Linked DNA regions of Sus scrofa: region 2 is linked to region 1. A link is a contact called in public Hi-C data. All regions are on one chromosome and are shown on one strand. The core of a region is the stretch at or near the end of the contact, and the rest is flanking DNA. Distances in the headings are between cores, read along the strand shown.

Region 1 (3,477 bases), core at 733-3,232:
GCAACAAGCCTTGCACCAAAGAGAAAATATAACTGGCTAAAAATACATGAAAAAAAGTCCAACCCAATTAGATGTAAAACAAGCACTAATTTAAATAATGAGGGGCTGTTTTTCACTTATCCCACAGCAAAGGTTAAAAATGACTCAGTACTAGCAAAAAGGCAGAGAAAAGATAGCACCTGTTGGAAAGTTCCTGTTCTGATGCAGGGGCAATGAACCCATCAGGATTTGGGTTCAATCCCTAATCTCACTCAGTCGGCTGGGGATCTAGCGTTGCCATGAGCTGTTGCTGTAGGTGGCAGATACGGGTTGGATCCCGTGTTGCTGTGGTGTAGGCCCGTGGCTACAGCTCCAATTCAACCCTCAGCCTGGGAACATCAATATGCTGCAGGTGTGGCCGTAAAAAGCTAAAAAAAAAAAAAAAAAAAAAAAAAAAAAAAAAAAGAGAGAGAGAGAGAGAGATAGTACCTGTGTGGCAAACCAGTTCTCCCCAGTACCATGCCAGTGAGATATCCATAAGGGTGTGAAACTTTTAAGAAAAATATATAAATTGATAGAAGTATTTATAAAGAAGAATCCTCAACACAGCACTGTTGATAATGGTAAAAATGACAATAGCAATATGCAAAGGAAATTACAGTACAGCCATATATGGAAAATTACACAGCCATTAAAAGTGCTGAGGCCAAAAATTTAACAACAAAGGATACTGTTTATGGTAACATCTAAGTGAAAACAGGCTCTAGTGCCCCAGGAAAAAGATGATACCTTATAAAACCTCTGTGTGTGTGAACTCAATTTTTTTATCACTTTGTAGCACACTTATTTACACTTTCACACCCACACCATAAAGCACAAATATGGCATAAACTAAAAGGGTAAAAGCTTTTTTTTTTCTGCTTCATCAGAGAACAGGTGATACCTTTTCACTCTTGGTTTTGCAATGTTTTTATGAACAAGACTGTATTACATCAGCAACTAAGAGAAGTGATGGAGTTTCATAATGTTGGGTTTAATTAAAATCAGCCAAATGAGAAATCACTATCGGCAGGTGAACATTTGGCAAAGGAAAGATGGCTCTAAATGAAGCTTTACCTATCTCTACAACTGTATGTGGGAGGGAGGGCTCAAGCATTAGCAATGATTACTCAGACTTTAACAAATTCTGTAATGAAAACAGCTGCTGCCAGCCCCATTTCCCATTCTTAACAACGTGTGTGGCTATCTATTAGAAGTTTGCTTGAAAAAAAACCTCTCTTCCCTGAAATGCTGGACACCCCAGCTGAGCTGCAGTCACTTGCCATCATGCAGCCCTGAACAGAATAACTGCCAAGAAAGGGCCCTCTCTCTTGGTCATCAGAGCCTTAAAGCCTTGCATCATCTCTCGAACTCAGGGGACAGCAGCACATAAATAAAGGGAAAACCATAAGAATGAAAGAAGAAAAGCCAACCAGTTGCTCTGTGCAAAATTCTGTCACCACAATGGCCAACCTCACCTCTGAGTCTGAAGGTGGTGCTTTCAACGGGGACCAACCAGATCAGCCCGCTCCTTTTGTAGGAGACATCAATGACCCGTGGGACCACTAGGGGGCGATCTAAGAGCGAAGTTCTCTATCCTTAAGACAGACAAACAAGAAAGCCTCTAATTTCCACCCTTCAGTCACTTGAAGGGAACTGGCTCCCAGGTAAGGCCTGTTTTAAGTTTTAATTCTAAATATAAGCAAGGTCTTTCTTTTTAACGGCTCTGCAAATGTAAAGCATAAAGGGCTGTGTGTAAGAGATTTGAGAAAGCACACCATATGGCACACAAAGTTGATAAGTTCTAGAACAAATATTTTTTCTCTCCCCATCTACTTCCGAAGACAAGCGCAAGGCTTTCTCCTCCAAAAGACAAAATAAATAAATAAGCCTCTGGCAACAGCGCCTCCAGTGTCCCTGTGAGGTTCTATTTATATATTATGACCATGGCTTATACAGACAGACTGACAAGCGTTCTTTAGCAGTTAAGACAACTACAATTACCCCAGCCTCTCAGCATTTGTTCTCTGTAAGCCGCATGTGGCAATTAGTCACCGAGTGCCTAGTGAGGGCCCCATTATTGGCATTTAATGCTCATAAGCTGCCTCAAATCCTTTGTGGAAGGAGGCAAGATATAAATAATAATTTTTAAAACAGGCAGGCTTACTCTGCTGTTTACATTTTTTATGTGTTTGACTTTTCCTTTCTTATTTTTCCAAGACGCCCACATGAGGAAGTGACTTTGCCTTCATAGGCACATTGGAAACCAGCCATCCTGGGACAGGATGCTAAGGATGACATGTTCAGTGAACACCTACCACGTGACCGATGCTTGGTTAGGTTCTGGAAGTGAACACAGCAGGACACAGACCCCAGCGGTGGTCCCTGCCCCTGGAAGGCAGAGGACAGGCCCTCTGCAGCGAAGGTCCCCTGATTTCTCTATCACGTGTGCCTTAGTTTCCTCCTCGGTGATAACCAAGGAGTTGAACTAGAAGATGGCTAATGTCCCTTTTGGCTCTCCCAGTGCTACAGCCCCAAGAGGTATCTGTTGCTATTTATTAACTTACTGAGGAATGAGGCTTTGAGCCCTGAAGGACAGAAGTAACTCTTTGGAAGAGTCACACCAGAATTTAATTTTAAGTTGAGGTCTCAGGCTTTTAGGAGGAAAAAAAAAAAGCCTTTTTATGGCTAATATTCTATTGTATATATGTACCACCTCTTTATCCATTCCTCTGCTGATAGATATTTAGGTTGCTTGCATATCTTGGCTATTGTGAATATTGTTGCTATGGACATGCATCCTTTTGAGTCATGGTTTTCTCCGGATAGATGCCCAGGAGTGGGATTGCTGGATCATATGGTGATTCTATTTTTAGTTACTTGAGGAACCTCCATGCTGTTTTCCATAGCAGTTGTACAAATTTACATTCCTATCTACAGCGCAGGGGGCTTCTCGATGTTACTTGTCCATAAAAAAAAAAAAAATGCATTAATGGTATTTGCAGCAACATGGATAGGCGGTAGAAATTATCATAGTAAGTGAAGTTAGAGACAATTTAGGACAAACATCATAGGATATCATTTATATGTGGAATCTAAGAAAAGGCTACGAATGAACTCATTTGCAGAACAGACTCACAGACTTTGAAAAACTTATGGTTACCAAAGGGGACACGTGTGCAGGAGGGAGGGGTAGATTGGGGATTTGGGATGGAAATGTTCTCAAATTAGGTTGTGGTGATGTCTATACAACTATAAATATAATAAAATTCATTGAATGATTAAAAAGAAAAAAAACAGCCTCTTGCCTCCCCATCTAATCAACTGCAAGCAGCTACTTTCAGCTCTGATTGAATAATCAATTCTTGCCAGAAGATGCCTGAGTAAATACCAAACAGACAACTTCCTGCCTTGAGTCCTGGCCTGGGGTGGCTCTTTCCTAAGGAAAAAAACTGCTGC
Region 2 (3,477 bases), core at 508-3,007, 290 kb after region 1:
AGGATGGAGTGAGAGAATTTTCATAAAGCAAATGTGGTGAAATATTAAAATTTGGGAAATCTAGGTGAACACATATATGTTAATTTTTTATACTATCCTTCCAATTTGTAAGTTTAAAAGTCAAAATAAAATGTTGAAAAAAATGGCTGGATAATTTCACTTCTCAACATCTTCCTTAGATAAGAATGCAAATAACTCTTACGTACAAGTATGTTTATCAAAGCATTATTTACAATCATGAAAAATTAGAAAAAGTGTACCTGTTAAATAACAAGAGAAGGGTTAACTGATTACATATAGCAGTGAAAAATATGTAGCCAGTAAAATGAAGTTTTCCAAATAGACATAATTTAATGGGAAATGCTATAATAGTAATTATAAATATGAACTCAATTATGCAGAGTATATATAAAGAGGAAGCACGTTAATAGGTTGACAGATGATTTCTTCAAAGAGAAGAACTAAATATTATTTACTTAAATTTGTGTTAATTTTCACAATTTGTATACAGTTTGTTCACAATTCATATATTTTTAATGAAAAAGGAAAAATTTTCTGATTTTTATACCTTCTAATTTGAGACTCTTCTTAATTTGTGCAAAGGCTACATTTTCAGTAAAAGGTTTTCTTAGTCAAAAAGTAGAAAAATCATTTCAACCACAAAATTATTTCAAATGTTGGACAATTTAGAGACCTCAATTTATAAACAATCAGTATGCTAATTACAAACTGCAACTCTTCAACACTTTGGAGGTTTAATTACTTTTTTACTGAATGTATTTCAAAGAAATATGATTACACTTACATGTACTGGAATATACGTTTCTTCTATTTCAAATTTGCCTTCCCTCTAATACATGCAAATTCTATATATTATACATCCTTCTGAAATGTCAGTTCAAAGGATGGGAGGTGGCTTCTGTTAGACTAGCAGCTTCTTTTGATAGAGAACAGAGGACATAGGGGTGGGAGCAATGATTTATCTCTCATTTAAAGAGTTTATAAAATGTTGGTAAGGAGAGAACTTGACTAAAGATGACACAAGAATATATTGAAGAATTTCTAGTCATGAATAGATGCATGTATGTGTATGTGTGTATAAAAATCTCCACAGTTATGTAAGTGACTAGAGAAGAATTTGTAATTTGAAACCTTAACACTGGTGGTGGTGAAAGACATGGTGCCAGTGTTTCCATGGCTGAGAGTCTTCTTTGGAATCAGACACATGTGGTGTTTATTGAGGATTTCTTCTTTGGAGGTTGTTGGTTTAGGGACCTTTACATTTTTGGAAAAAAAAAAAAGATCATGCAGAATGTCCCATCTTACTGAAAAAGGATATCAGGAGAAGAACTCACAAGTGGAACATTTGTTACGCAAAATAAAAACTGCCTTGAAGTTGGGGTTTACCAAAACCAGGTTGGTAAATGAAAGTCAATAATAACAACAATGATCATTTATTGAACATCTTCTTTTCTGCTCAGCACTTTGCCTGCTTTGCTCCCATTATTGCTAGTTTCTAAACTGGATAGCCTAGAAAAGACAAAAATAAAAATTGTCTTGCAATGGCTTAGCATCATCTTCTATGCTTAGTGCCCAATGGCTCAAGGAAGATAGCCTGGATGACTTGTCTGAGAGATAGGAATTGAGCATGGGCAAGAAATAGCAGAAGTGGGGCATCAGGTAAGCTGGAGGATTTGGCAAAGGAAGACATGAGGCAACGTTTCCATTAGGGATGACTGGAAAAGAGGATGGAAAGGAAATACCCACAGGCTGTTGAGTTGCCAAGAAGAACATGACTCACCAAAGAGAGATTTGTTATCTGAGCCTCTAGGTCCCTTCTTGAAAAGTGATACTTTTCCTGAGGTGGATTGGACTCAGGAAGCATGATACACGGGAAGCTGGATGGGTTCCATTCCAAGGGGGAGTGATACCAGATTGCTCTCTGCCGCCAATACTTTAGAGGTGAGGTATTGAGTTTCCCTGGACCATCTGATAGATGTACAAGACTGATGGGTAACTGGAACACAGGAGCAGGATCAGCTCCAACTGGTGAATCTCTTGACTGATCCTTGAGCCTTTACTCACTCTTGCAACCTCTTTGCTTCCTTCTCTTTCTCCTCCACATTTCTCCCCACATGTTGCAATCCTGCTGTACTTGAAAGGTTAAGCCACAAATATAGTCTCCACCAAGAAATCTTCCCTGAACCTGTTAAGGAGGAACCAACTGTTCCCTACTTGGTGCTTTCATAGCACTTGGCTTATTTTGCTTTTTGTTAAATCATGTCTTGCTTAAGCATAGCATGCCTTCTACTGAAGCATTTGTTGTAGATGGAGTTTTCCCTGCTACTGTGAAAGCTCTTTGAGGGCAGGGACAAAGTCTTATTGTTCCTAGATTATGACTCATTATCTTGCCCAAATCAAAGATCAGTAGGGACTTTTTTTGGGAGTTGAAAGGAAAGGGTCCATTTCTGAGATAGGCATTCTTATAGTGAAGATAGTGAGAAGAGGCTAAGAGGCATAAGTGGTGGGGTGGTGGTATAGGTGAATATGATGCAGTAAAGAATAGATTTACAGTCATCAGGAAGAAAAGTCAGCTGTATTCTTTACTCTTTCCTCTGAAGGAACCTGCAGATTGATTTCAAGTCAGTAATGATACTGAAGACACTGAAAGTCAAAGAGGTCAGCATGACACTGCAGGAAGAACACTTAATCTGACTTTAAGAGGCCACTTAATTTTGTGCAACTTAATCTTCCCATCTGACTTTAAGAGGCCACTTAATTTTGTGCAACTTAGTCTTCACCTTCCTGCAAAATAGACACAAAACACTTGCCCACCCTTCCCAATGGTTTGTTGTCAAGCTCCTTTGAGGAGCGTGACCTCCTTTGAGGTCACTGTACAAACATCCTATAGGATCTAAGGAGTCCTTGTGATTGTTGGACAAATATCATTGGCATCCCCTGGGAGCTGGTTATAAATGAAGAGTCTCAGATCCCAACCTAGAATTCCTGAATCATAATTTCCATCTTTGCAAGGTCTTCAGGCAACTTGCACGCAGGTAAACAGCTTCAGAAGTGCTACTCTAAATGGCTATGGAATATAAGGTGCAATTGTTATTAAGAAGGTATGTGTGCATTGGGGAAATAAACATGGGCTTAGTCCTGAGGACTCAGCGTTGGAAAGGGAACAAGACTGGTGAATGAAAGAGTGCTGTTGGATGGGGAGCTTACCAGTCAGGTAGGAAACAAGGGTCCTCTCTTGTTGCATTTAAAGAGGTAGACAAGCTCACCTCATTGAATAGATTGTGTCCCTTTGATGCTGCCTTTGCTTAGGACCTTTATCTGTTCTTTCCCCTCAACAAAACTCATCTGTCCTGTGTTCCCTTTTCTCAAGAATCCCTGCCAGATGAGTACTAGGTAACACAAAGTACTTTCTCAGTGTTAATGGGTGCTATGTTGGTATCAGAATTTACTTTATGT

The links. Hi-C and Micro-C count contacts between places; a contact is called where the count stands out from the background.
Region 2: a contact with region 1 is called in a Hi-C map of skeletal muscle, with 7 times the contacts expected there. The contact joins two enhancer-like sites. A contact is called at or near these places in 2 of 47 Hi-C or Micro-C datasets (embryonic fibroblasts and skeletal muscle) and 1 of 2 datasets of contacts at active chromatin or transcription factors (skeletal muscle).

The regions. Positions count from the first base shown.
Region 1 is chr13:54,779,024-54,782,500 of Sscrofa11.1, forward strand. The region is part of intron 3 of PDZRN3 (E3 ubiquitin-protein ligase PDZRN3); the gene reads right to left. Among named protein-coding and RNA genes, the nearest start is that of PDZRN3, 120 kb to the right of the region's middle. Within about 2 kb of position 1,983, at least 19 of the 83 cell types and tissues checked have an H3K27ac peak or open chromatin away from gene starts, as enhancers often do. A contact at or near this core is called in skeletal muscle, where this site is marked.
Region 2 is chr13:55,065,739-55,069,215 of Sscrofa11.1, forward strand. No RefSeq gene overlaps it. Among named protein-coding and RNA genes, the nearest start is that of PDZRN3, 160 kb to the left of the region's middle. Within about 2 kb of position 1,758, at least 2 of the 83 cell types and tissues checked have an H3K27ac peak or open chromatin away from gene starts, as enhancers often do. A contact at or near this core is called in skeletal muscle, where this site is marked.